Linked DNA regions of Mus musculus: regions 2 and 3 are each linked to region 1. The links are chromatin contacts, called in public Hi-C maps. All regions are on one chromosome and are shown on one strand. Each heading gives the region's core, a stretch centred on a gene start, on an enhancer-like site or on the middle of the called end of the contact. The rest is flanking DNA. Distances are from core to core; before and after follow the strand shown. Region 1 overlaps Gm36169 (a long non-coding RNA gene). Region 2 overlaps Hunk (hormonally upregulated Neu-associated kinase). Region 3 overlaps Gm41490 (a long non-coding RNA gene).

The links. A called contact is a pair of places that touch in the nucleus more often than the background predicts.
Region 2: a contact with region 1 is called in a Hi-C map of cerebral cortex, with 2.0 times the contacts expected there. The contact joins two enhancer-like sites. A contact is called at or near these places in 3 of 484 Hi-C or Micro-C datasets (cerebral cortex, lens fibers and nephron progenitors) and 1 of 9 other capture datasets (embryonic stem cells).
Region 3: a Hi-C map of cerebral cortex shows a contact between it and region 1, with 2.3 times the contacts expected there. The contact joins two enhancer-like sites. A contact is called at or near these places in 3 of 484 Hi-C or Micro-C datasets (cerebral cortex, embryonic stem cells and nephron progenitors), 1 of 115 datasets of contacts at active chromatin or transcription factors (fibro-adipogenic progenitors) and 1 of 9 other capture datasets (embryonic stem cells).

Annotation. Positions count from the first base shown.
Region 1 is chr16:90,671,576-90,675,528 of GRCm38.p6, reverse strand. It overlaps Gm36169 (a long non-coding RNA gene), which reads left to right. Exons shown (of 4, transcript XR_385041.4): 4 at 1-17. Among named protein-coding and RNA genes, the nearest start is that of Gm36169, 3.9 kb to the left of the region's middle. Within about 2 kb of position 1,803, at least 15 of the 459 cell types and tissues checked have an H3K27ac peak or open chromatin away from gene starts, as enhancers often do. A contact at or near this core is called in cerebral cortex, where this site is marked.
Region 2 is chr16:90,495,124-90,499,076 of GRCm38.p6, reverse strand. It overlaps Hunk (hormonally upregulated Neu-associated kinase), which reads right to left. Exons shown (of 11, transcript NM_015755.2): 11 at 1-2,987. The coding sequence ends at 2,329. Among named protein-coding and RNA genes, the nearest start is that of Gm35882, 12 kb to the left of the region's middle. Within about 2 kb of position 1,871, at least 37 of the 459 cell types and tissues checked have an H3K27ac peak or open chromatin away from gene starts, as enhancers often do. A contact at or near this core is called in cerebral cortex, where this site is marked.
Region 3 is chr16:90,516,406-90,520,358 of GRCm38.p6, reverse strand. Gm41490 (a long non-coding RNA gene) reads right to left here. Exons shown (of 2, transcript XR_876228.2): 2 at 2,818-3,313. Among named protein-coding and RNA genes, the nearest start is that of Gm35939, 6.6 kb to the left of the region's middle. Within about 2 kb of position 1,783, at least 28 of the 459 cell types and tissues checked have an H3K27ac peak or open chromatin away from gene starts, as enhancers often do. A contact at or near this core is called in cerebral cortex, where this site is marked.

The DNA.
Region 1 (3,953 bases), core at 554-3,053:
TAAGTGGTAAACAAATAATCTGCGCATGTGCCAAGGGTAGTTCTCCACCCCATGTGCTCTGCCTTCCCCGTGACGACAACTCGGCCGATGGGCTGCAGCCAATCAGGGAGTGACACGTCCTAGGCGGAGGATAATTCTCCTGAAAAGGGACGGGGTTTCACCATTCGCTCTCTTGCTCTTGCTCTCTTGCGCTCTTGCGCTCTGGCTCCTAAAGATGTAAGCAATAGAGCTCTTGCGCTCTTGCTCTCTGGCTCCTGAAGATGTAAGCAATAAAGCTTTTGCCGCAGAAGATTCCGGTTTGTTGCGTCTTTCCTGGCCGGTCGCGAGAACGCGTGTAAGAACATAGGTTCGTGTGCTCACAGATAAGCATGGGGGATAGGGGCGATCAGGAATGTTAAACACACCAGGTTTTCTCTTCAAAGAGAGCAATGCATCACCTGTTGTCCACCCAGAAGGCTGGGAGCAGACATGGTGACTTCTGTGTCACTGAGACCACCCCAGATCCCTTATCGTGAGCTTGTCAGCCAATAGAAACCATCTTTATATAAAGTGTCACATGTCATCAATTTATAGAATGTATCTTTATGGGAGATGCCGCACGTACCTTACACGGAGTTCAGTGTAATTGTGTCCTAAGCTTTGCTGTGTACATGGGATTGAGTTAATTATCACCAAACGGTGCTGTTTAAATACACCTAAAATAAACAAGTTGGGGTCAGACTCTAGAAGTTGATCCAACACTGGCTACTGAGTAGTGTCAAACTGAACTATCTTCTTACTCCTTTCGGTTACCTCTGTTGTTGTGGTCTCCAAGATCCTGACACCACCATGCCTTCCTCTCCAGTAGAATTATCCTCTCAAACTGTGAGCCCAAGAAGATTTTTTTCTACCTTTAAATTGATTCTTGGTGAAAGCAACGAGAAAAGTAGTGTCGGGATGCAGCTTAGTGGGAGAGGGTTTGCCTAGCGCACAGAAGACTCTGGGTTCGATGCGCAGCATCAGAGAGAGAGAAAGTAACAATACAGGGGGCAGAACATGACTCTTGCAAACCCGACCGTGTGGCTCATAGGTCTTTGAATCTGGTTTGCAGATGAAGTGTGGGAGCGTTTGGAGCTGTGGGTGAGAGAGGCCCCAGAATTGCACGAGGAACTTACGGGACCACCGTTGTGGTGGGAGTGTGGAGGACTGAATGCCTAGGGAAGCAGACAGCGGAGGTCTGGGTCTTGAGGCTCAGGAGGGTTCATAGGGAAATGAGGGTTCTGTTGGGAACTGGGCCAGAGACATTTCGTCTTACATTCTGATACAGAGTGTCTGCAGACGTTCTCCCACTACACGGAGAACCCGAGTGAGGCTCCGCCTCCTGTTCTGCTTTCGAAGGGGGCGGGGCATTTGTTAAGCAAACCAGTCTATGGGTTTGGGACAGAACGATCTCAAAGGGTCCATTTAATTTATCGCGATCATAACACTATGTAAACTGGCAAAAGCTTCCTGAAGTGCAGCCCGTCTCCAAGAGCAGGCCTAACGTCCTGAGAGTGCTGCCAGGTTTAACACTGGGTGGGTGAGTCTTGGCTTTCAGAATGTACTGGTGCTGAAGGATTCGGCTACAAAAAACTCTTAAAGCCATACTGTAGTAAACGAATTTCCTTTCTGATGCTCTGGCCTGCATGACCAAAGTGTCTCGTTTTAGACAGAGAGCTACAGTGTGGAGAAATTTGCTGGAAAGCACTCACTACTGGGTCTGAGAACTCGGCCAACAGCCACATCTTTCCAGCCATTTCTAACAAAGGGAGTGTGCTGACTGCTTGGCGCCCTCTTCTATGGCAAGGGACACCTGGTGTTGAGAAATGCAAGCACATGGCTCAGCCTACAGAGGGCCCTTGATGGAGTTATAATTAATGTGCCATCTGCCACCTTCAAGATTTAGTGGCACAGAAAATGCTCACCTTTATGACGAGTTCTGAAAGAAGAAAGAGAAGGTCAAAGTTCCTGGCACGTTTGAGGGTCACAGAACGTTGTCCCTGGGTTGCAGATAAAACCCAGGGCCCCGGCAATGCTGGTACAGTGCCCTATTGCTGAGTCACCCACCCTGCCCTTAGAATCTGGAGACCCTGCTAAAAACAAACCAGGAAGATTGTCTTCAGAAAAATGCATGGCCACAGCTCTACAGAAATGTCGGTAAGCAAGTTCAGGAGTATGAGGAGGGGATGGTGAGAACAGGAAGACATGAATTCTGGCACAAGCCTTAAGCAGTGAGGCCTGGCACTCGCTGGGTTATGTGGGAGTGGCTGTCCGATTCCCCGGACCCACTGCCAAATGAAATCACTGGGGTCCTTGGTTCAAAAAGTACTAAGACTTTTGAGAGGACAGTAACAGAGTATGGAACCAATCTTGGGTCCACCCCGATGCTCAATAAGGAAAAAGCCACAGTGAACTCTCAGGTATTTCTAAAGCCATGGCCATACCAAATAGAAGTCCTCCTTCATAAGTGTCTATGACCTTGATACCTTGGTATTACAGTGCTCTTTTATGTCTCAATATGAAGCTCATATTTACGGTAGATTAGGGGGAAATAAAGAATGTGTTATGAAGTTTTTGACCCCTGGGAAGAGATCATAGACTCTTAAAAGGGGAAAACCACATGAAGATCATATATATATATATATCAAAAAAGAAGACAACAACAGAACCCAAATAAACAAGTGCAGAACACCCAAAGCCACTCCATGTCCCTCCCTCCTGATCTGACACTGATTGTTAAAGTCTATGGCTGCCCCTCACCACAGACAACTGTGGACAGACTGTGGACAACTGGACAGACCATGGACAACTGGGATAGAATGGCAGAACACAACTTATTTGTCATCCGACCACGTATCTTGGCAGGTGGCTCTATACAAAGCCACCTGCGCAGGGCTGTCTCTCTAAGGAGAACATAAAATATGATCTCTTTAACACCTTTATATTTATTTTAAAGTTATATTCATCACCTGCACAGCTATGAAGAAGACACTTTCTAAGAACTGTGAAACATAGTTTGTGTCCTTGACTTACCTCCCTGCCCCCACGTGTCTTCCTGGGACTTTTAACCCCAGAACAGTTCATCCTGTCTTTACCATCATCTTTCTAGGTGAAATGCTGACCTGCAGTCTGGGGAGTGTCCCATTTCCACCATCTGCTGGCTTTGACAAAGACACTCGTTATTTGTAGAAGCTTGATTTTTTTCTTTTCTTTTCTTTTTTCTTTTTTTCTTTTTTTTTGAACATGCCTCACATCTTGGTAATTTCCTCTGTGGTTTCCAAGATAGAAACTATGAACACCATGTTCTAGGTCTTCCTTGCTGTTGAGAAGTAGCATGGGATTTAGGCCTCACCCACTAGGTGCACATCCGCATTCAAGAATGAGTCCATGATGGAAGGGGAGAAGGAGAGGGGCCATCCTGTGGCCATGTGTGTCTGGTTTGTGAGTTTGGAGGGTAAAGCCTCCACCTGATACACGGTCCAGGTCTCAGCTGTGATGTCTTGGCTGCCCTGTGGGTTCTGGGCCCTAGGACTGGGAGGAAGATTCACAAGTGTAGCCTCCTCAACATGGCTAGGAACTTCCTGATATCCTCCAATGATGTCATGTCCTGCTTTATAAAGCCCCAGTGGACCCTAGAGCTCCACCCTTCAGACTGGCAGGGGCAGCTAGGGTCCTGTCTCCCTAACACACCTCTTGAAGTGTGATGTCACCATCGGTTTTGATCACTTGTACAATGTTATGATAATGTAAGTATAGTTTAGTGTTGAGACAAGTTTACATATTATGTGTAGCAAGGTGTTAAAACAAGAGTCCTCACACTTCCAATTCCACGATGAAACTCCAGGAGAGATGCAGATGATGTGACCATCCTGGGGCAGGTCTTGCTATAGAGAACCCAATCATCAGATTCTGTCACGTGTTAATTAGCTTTCTGT
Region 2 (3,953 bases), core at 622-3,121, 180 kb after region 1:
AGTTGTACATCTGACGCTGTTCTCGAAGCATTTGAAGGATGGGAGACTCTTTCTCCACAGGCTCGCACCAACACAGGCACACATACATACGAGAAAAGCAAACAGTCAGAAAAAGACATAAAGGGCTAGGAGAAAGGGGGCGGGCACAGTACACAGGTACACATCCTACCAGCTTTGCAGAGCCAGATGCCTGCAGCTGGCAGTTATCTTTTAAAAGGACTCTTCACCCGTCAAAGCTCAAACACGTCACATCAAATACGGAGAGCGTCTGTGGATGGCTCTCCTCTTCTCTCTGCTTAAAGAGTTCTATTTTCAGTGTCAAGTCCTGGGAGCTGAACGGAAGCCATGCTGAATGAAGAACACCATCAGCTCTGGGAGAAAAGCCTGGCCTCCTCCTGTAATGGGTCCTCGGGAGGGAGTCAGTCCCTCCCTAAAGTTTAAGTAGTCCAGGTCTTACCAAATTCAGCCAGGACTAGAGCAGCTTTCTTCCAGGGTCAGCCAAATCCGTGTTCTCTTCTAGTTCAGTCAGAGCTCTGAGAGGCCAAAGGAAGCCGCCCGCCACCAGTAAATGAGAGGCAGTTGTACTGTGTCTCAGCCCTCACTGGCAAAGGCCGGCTTTGTGACGTCACAGAAATTTGCCCACTTTAGAATCGATGGACCAAGATGATGAACCTGGCTTCCTGGCTACAGCTCTGGTCTCTGACCCCATCTGAAATAGTCAAAGGCCAGAAGATTCTGAGCTGTTCCATAACTTCTAAACTAACTGTGGTCCAGCCCGTGCCAAGTCTTCCCCTCCTGACAACAGTGCCCTTTGTCCTCTGCTAAGTACCAGGGCCCACGATGCACACAGAGACAGTCCTCCATCCAGCGCCAGCCGGACAGGATCAGACAACACCAGGTTCCACAAGAGACACACAGAGTGGCACAGTCACAAAACCGGAAATGCATCTTTGGTTCAATCCTGGAGGGGAAGGTGCAGATTACAGCATGGACTGAAAGCCTGTTTGGGGGGCACTGTTTCCTTTGGGGACGAACCGTCTTGTGAGCGTGTTCCCAGGGGGCGGCAAGCCTGCTCCTAGCTCCCAGCAGAACAGCTAAGTTCTAACCACGGCAGAACAGCATGACACAGCGAATTCCCTGCTTCTTGCTGTCTCAACTCTGCTTTAAGAATCCTTTCTCTCTCTCCAGAGCCATCTGGAGCTAAGTTCTATGCCTTCTGCTGTTGCCACGGTATAAACACAGGATGGCTAGGCTACTATCCCTTAGGCAGGCAGGCCACTGTGGTCCTCCTGTTGCCACCCAAGCCAGCCTTTCGGCCATCTGAGCTGCAGCCTCTCAGAAAAACAAAAACACGTGAATTTGGTAAAACTACTTTTCATCTGGCCAACTAGTTTTTGTTTTTGAATTGCTATTTTGAGCCAGACACGGATATATACTTGTAATCTCAGCACTTTGGAGACTGAGGCAGGAGGATCATGAGTTTGAAGCCAGCTTGGGCTACTTAATGAGACCCTGTCTTTAAAAAAAAAAAAAAATTTAATTAATGACTTCATATAAAGAAAGATCTCTTTGGACAAGTTCGTTCAATCCTCAGCAAATTTCAACCCAAAAAGAAAAGGTCAGGGGAAAAAGAAAGAGAGGAAAGAAAAACCTGTCAAAACGTTGCACAGGAATGAGCGTTTAATGAGTCTTCGTCTTCCTCCTGGGTTCTCTCTGCTGGGTTCCATCTCTGTCTGAGGCGCCATCCCATCTTCCTCCCGGTCCAGCACTGTGACTCAGCACTCTGTGGGGACTCACTGTTAGGGAAAGGGGGGTTGCTTCCCTCTGTAGAGGGATCCCTAGGTTGGGTGAACGTCCTTACCAGCGAGTGGCACGTCCGCGTGAGACTGTAACTGACCACTGACGGTCAGTTACAGAACTGTGAGAGACACACAGAGCGGAGGGGAGGGACAACCTGGTACCAGTCTGGAAATCTGATTGGCCCAGCAGATGGAGGTGTGGTTTTTAGCTCTGAGCCCACTGGGGGGATCCTGGAGAGGGCTCAGTGATTGGTGATATAGCAAAGAAAATCTCAGGCTGGAAGGTGTGATTCCCACAGTTCGCCCCCTCCCCCTCCCCCTAGTCGCAGCGTCTCAGAGGGTCCCTAAGTAAGTGTGTGGACTTTGAGTCTGTGGACTTCAGCTGATACAAGCGTGGGACTTTGTGTGGCAGGTATAAAAGAATAAAGGATGCTCCCGTGAGGTTGTTCACCCATGCCCTGGTGCCTGCCTGTGTGGAGCCCTGTTCCGTGGCTGTCCTCACAGAGACCCAGAATCTTGCCATCCCAGGTTAACACTGGCCCTTGACACCGTCGGCCATGTCAAAGGAGAGGCTGGAGGGGGCTGTGGGCTGCAGAGGGGACATGCTGGCGTCCAGGGACCTCTCTGAGGAAGGCTGCAGGCTCTGGTGCCGCTTCCTCAGCATCTGTCCGATGCCCATCATGGGGAACCGTCCCCTGCTCTTCACACAGTTGGGGCTCCCCAGAGGCTGCAGGAGGCCATTACTGGGAACGGGAGGCGGTGAACACACACCCTCCTCTTTCGGGGGGCTGTTCTTTTCTTCGTGGGCAAAAGAGACCAGCGTGGAATGCAGTGGAGTTTGGAGAGGTGAGGTACTTCCGGACAGCAGCCCCTGGGAGAGTGTCCTCTCACTAGAATTCCTACGAGCCAGGCTCACAGGCGAGCTCAGGATCCTATAATGGTGAGAAGGGGACAGCAGTTCTATGTGGTCCTCTCGATCCACAGACTCAAAGGAGCGTACCATATCCAGCAGCAGGGGCTCTTCCTTGGGGAGGATGCTGGCACTTCCCGGCCCTGGTTGGTGTGGCTCTAGTTTCTTTACAATCCTTGGTGTCCTGGGAGGTGGGACAGGGATGAATTCCATGGAAGAAGAAGCCACACAATTGGAATCAGAGGTTTTTCGGAAAAGATTGCGGCAGACGAAGGAATCTACATACCAAGGAAACAAGACCATGAAAAATAGGTTCAGAAAGAGCACACACAGCCATTGTGTTCATGCCCTCCCAACCACCACCCCCCACCCCCAGCCACCACCCCCAGCCACCAGCTTAACTGAGACAAGCAAACTAATGCAAGCAGGAGGAAGCAAACACCCTAGTCTAGTTAGAGGAAGAATCAGCCAGAACATCTGAGGCCCCACAGAACCCCACAAGTCTTTCTAGGGTATAGGAGGCACCAGGCTAACCCAATTCAACAGCCACTCTATTTTGGTAACTGAAAATCCCAGAGGCTTTTGAACAGAGGTTTGCTGCTCAACAGAACATCCACTAAAAGCTAAAACGTCCACAGAGTCTGGCTTACTGAACACCCACATATCTGATCTTCCTTCCAACTGCTAACTATGGAAAGACTTGGGTCCTCTCAGATACTTTCTTACAAGTTTGCCATGGTAAAAAAAAAAAAAAAAAAAAAAAAAAATATATATATATATATATATATATATATATATATATATATATATGTAACAGAAAGTTTACCAGCTCAATTTCTTTCACTCAACAGTTTGGCAAAGACACACAGCTATTTTATCCTGCAGAAATAATGCTGCCATTGAAGACTCATCCATTCTGTCTTGTTTCCCTACACTCTGACAACCCCATTCCACCTGCAGCTCCCTGAACTTGGCCATTGCAGGAACACACATAGTCTCATAGGATAGCTGAACTTTGAAGACTGGCTCTTTCCCCTTAGCGCAAAACCTTCCAGGATCATCCAGGCTGTAGGTGCCCCTCCTTTTTTCAAGCCTCCCTTGTGGCTTTAAAATCAAGGCAGCCTCGGCAACTTCAAACAGAACTGTGAGGCAAAGGCAACTAGCCAGCGGCCAGACTTCCCATCTCGAGTTGGCATTGACCAGCATCTGGGTTTGTAAACTGTCCCAGGAAAGAGAGGGCAACC
Region 3 (3,953 bases), core at 534-3,033, 160 kb after region 1:
GTTCTGGAGACTCTTGTTTGGGCTCCAGCTTTGGAGATTTCAATTCAATGAGCCGGGGGACCGCCTAGCCCCCTTTTAAATTCTGTTTGTTTTCAAAGCGGAGCATCTCCTGTAGCTGAACCTGAGGCTCACCGCCGTAGCTGGCGGTGTACTTTGGAGGGATTAAGTTGAACCATATAAACTCGGCCTACAAATACAGCAGCTCCAAGTGGCTAAACTTGATATGTTTCTTGAGAGCTTGGCTTTGTTTATCTAATTCATTTCTGTTGTTACAGTAAAAACACCTGAGCCCAGCGAAGCCCAGGCCACCTGGTTTCAGATGCCGAAATCGGACAAGTTCGCTGTCTTGTCAAATCATATTGGTCTCCACTCTCTCACTTCACGTACAGCGCATGCGTGCACCCCTTCCCTCCCTCCTTCACCCCCCAATCACATTTGTTTTGAATGTATGTATGTGTGTAGATGCCTATGTGGAAATTAGATAACAATTCATGGAAGTTGGTTCTCTCCTTCCACCATGTGGGTCCCAGCAATGAAACTCAGGTCTTCAGACTTGGTAGCAAGTACCTTCGCTCACTAAGCTATCTTGCCCACCCAGCATTTTTTCCTCCATTGTTCCTCTTTCACTTGGGAAGATGGGAAGTCTGGAGGTAACCCACAGACTGACCATACTTCTGACACTAAGCACAAAGTTCAGGGGCCAGAGGCCCTGGTCTTAGACCTGAAAACTCACTGACAGGATTGTTTTTGTTGTTGTTGTTGTTGTTGTTACCAGATTTCCTTTAGAAATCCTAAATTATATACCCTCTAGTTTCTCTTTTTGGTATGTGGTCTGCCTTTCGTTAAAATTTAAATCGACTTGGTCATTGTACAGCGTGATGGGCCTCCCCATGACATTTCTATACGTGCAGGTCACATGCTTTTCTTACAGCACTGAGTTTCCTCAGAGGTTACCCAGTTTCCATGTCACCCAGGCCTCCCATGTCATCCTCAGACACTCACTCTTAAACCCTGTCCCAAGTCCAGGTTTCCTCCACCTCCCCGCTGTCCCCGTGCAGCCCTGCTGTTAATGTGTCCACCAGCAACTAAACAAGACCAACGATGACTCTCCAAGTTCGCAACCAGGTATTTTCATCGTTGGCAACTCTTCTTCACTTCTGGTGGGGGGGGGCGGTGATTTGGAGGTGCAGCCACAAAGCTGGGCCCCTCTGACTTGTAAAGCTACAATAGCTTTACATTATACGGGAATGGGAATGCCAGATGGAACGTTCGCGTGACCCCTTCACCCTCTGCTTGCTGATGGATGGATTTCATCCCACATGCTAGGAGGAATTTCCTTTTCCCTTCCTGTCTTGGCCTTCTCCAGTGCTGTTAGGCAGCGGGTGTTTGTTGAGACTTGAATCTTCTGCACTGCAGAAGACACTGTTCTGGTCTGCGCATGCTCTACCTCCAAGAGCAGCAACTCTGTAACAGGTCAAGAACAGCAACTCTGTAACAGATCGAGGATGTTATCCGGGTGATAGGTCACCCTTCCCCCAGGCCGCAGACAGACCCCATAGCCACTTTGGAGCAGCTCTGAATGTCAAGGGGGGAAGAATCTGATATTACATTTAGTCATTGTCTGACCACTTTCTAGATGGGGTGAGTTCAGGAGGGTTTGTAGGTTTTCATTGCCCACGGGTTCCATGCCGGTGGGAAACGTTCATCAAAACATCTACACCAAGCAGCAGGACCCTGTGAAAAAGAAACTCCGGCTGAACCACCTGTCTGTGGAGGCGTATACTGCCTCAAGCCTTTGAAACATAAACGCCAGGGTTTATGGACTCCACGGAGGACCCCAGACACAGGCTGTTTGTGTAGATCCAGGAGCCATTTGGCATCATGCGGATGGGGACAGGCAGGATGCCAGCTCCATATGCCTGTTCCCAGCTGTGGATTATGATGTCTTCATGGCTGCCTTTCATCACAGCTTCCTGCACGGTGCCAATGTGAAGCCCTCCAGGAATCCCCCCCACACACACACACCAGCACACTGAAAAGGGGGTAATGTCTGAGATGCCCCGCCACCCACACTCTTGGCTACAAATGCACTGCAGTCAGCAGTCCGTGCATGTGAGAGAGATGGGGTGTCTGCAATATCCGTGGGGCCTTAAAGACCCCAGGACCCCTCCTCAGCAGTGCAGGATCATTAGTAACAGCCACACCAGGCTTTCTTTCCCACCCCCATCACCTCTGCAGTGGCACTAAACCAAATATCTGAGGCAGGAGGGGTGCCCAGAAAGGCTACCTTCTCAGTAATGGAGTCTGGCTGAGGTGTCTGTGACCAGCGCTTACAGACTTTAAATGCCGAAAGTGGGATAGTCCTGGTTGCACTGGAACCAAGAGATGACCTTACCTAGAGGCCCCCATTCCTTCTCTCACAGCTCCTATAAAGCCCAAGGTGTCGATACAATAGACCCTATTCCACCATAGGAAGGCCATAACCCTGATCTGACTCCCCGTGTGCGCAGGTGCAGCCGACCCATCATGGGCACCTAAAGAAGGCTGCAGGTAGAAGGTAGAAGGAAAACCGCATAATGGAAAATATACTCCAGGAGGTCTGGGCCAGGCATGGAGGGTAACCCCTGAGGCTCTCACCAGCCAGTATGCTTCAGCAACCCGGTGCAGAGTGATTGAAGACCTCACACAGTGTTCAACACTGTTTAAACACCTAGAGGCTGTTTCTAGCCTCTGGCTCTGGGGGAATAAGAGTGGGATATTCTAGACCATTTAGTGTGGAAAGCTTTGATGCCACAGCCACAGGAAACTAACTACCTGTAGGGTGTGAACCTGTGATTATGAACTTGAGGGATGGGTCAGAACACAGAGCAACCAATCAGAGACTTGGACAGTCGGGACCATTAGGGCAGCTGGTAAGGTCCTGAGGTCCAATCACCCCCGGTACCCTGATGTTTAGGCCAAGCTGAGTCCCTGAGAGAAGCTCTACAATCAACCCCTGCCAGCGCCAACCTCGGTCCCTAATTGCTGCTTCCTCTTCTGAGCCTTCCTGGTGGTCTCTCTTCTTGATACTTTCAAGTCTCAAACCCTGTTCCTATAAACAGAAAAGGAGACGTGGGTGCCAAGTACATTCCAGGAAGTCTCTGACCCCAAGTTGGTACGCCATTCCAGTCACTGGACTCAGAGAGTCACTGAGTGCACAGGAAATCCAGTAACGTGTTGGACGGCTCAGGGGCCGTGAGGGCCATCAGGCCACTTTCAGATCTCCTTCCTGCTCCTGATAGGTCAGGTCACTCCTGCAGGGAAGCCGTGGCACCTTCAGGGAACAAGAGGTTGCCAGAAAAAATGAGAGTCAATTCATAGAGTCTAGTGACTGGTGCCAAACATTTTTTTTGCTATGTATATGGTTTGTGTTAAATCAGTAAAGCTGGTGCCAACAAAGATGCATTTGCCATGAAAAGAGAAAAGGAAACAAAATATATAAAATGCACATATTTGGAGCTTAAGAGGCAGCTCAGTGGATAAGAGTGATTGCTGCTCTTGCAGAGAAACATAGCTAGGATCCCAGGACACATGTCAGGAAGCTCATAATGGCCTGTAACTCCAACTCCAGGGGATCTGACACCTCTTTCTAGCTCCTCCTACAGGCATGGGCAAGCAGACAGACAGACAGACAAACAGACACACATATACATACACACACACATACACAAGCTCATCATTGGCTATATTGTGGGTTTGAGGCCAGCCTGGGTTCCTGTCTCAATAAGGAAGAAAGAAAGAAAGAAAGAAAAAAGAAAGAAAGAAAGAAAGAAAGAAAGAAAGAAAGGAAGGAAGGGAGAGAGAGAGGAGGGAGAGAAGGGAAGGGAAGGGAAGGGAAGGGAAGAAAGGAAGGAAGGAAAGAAGGAAAGGAAGGAAGGAAAGGAAGGAAGGAAAAAAGGAAGGAAGGAAAGGAA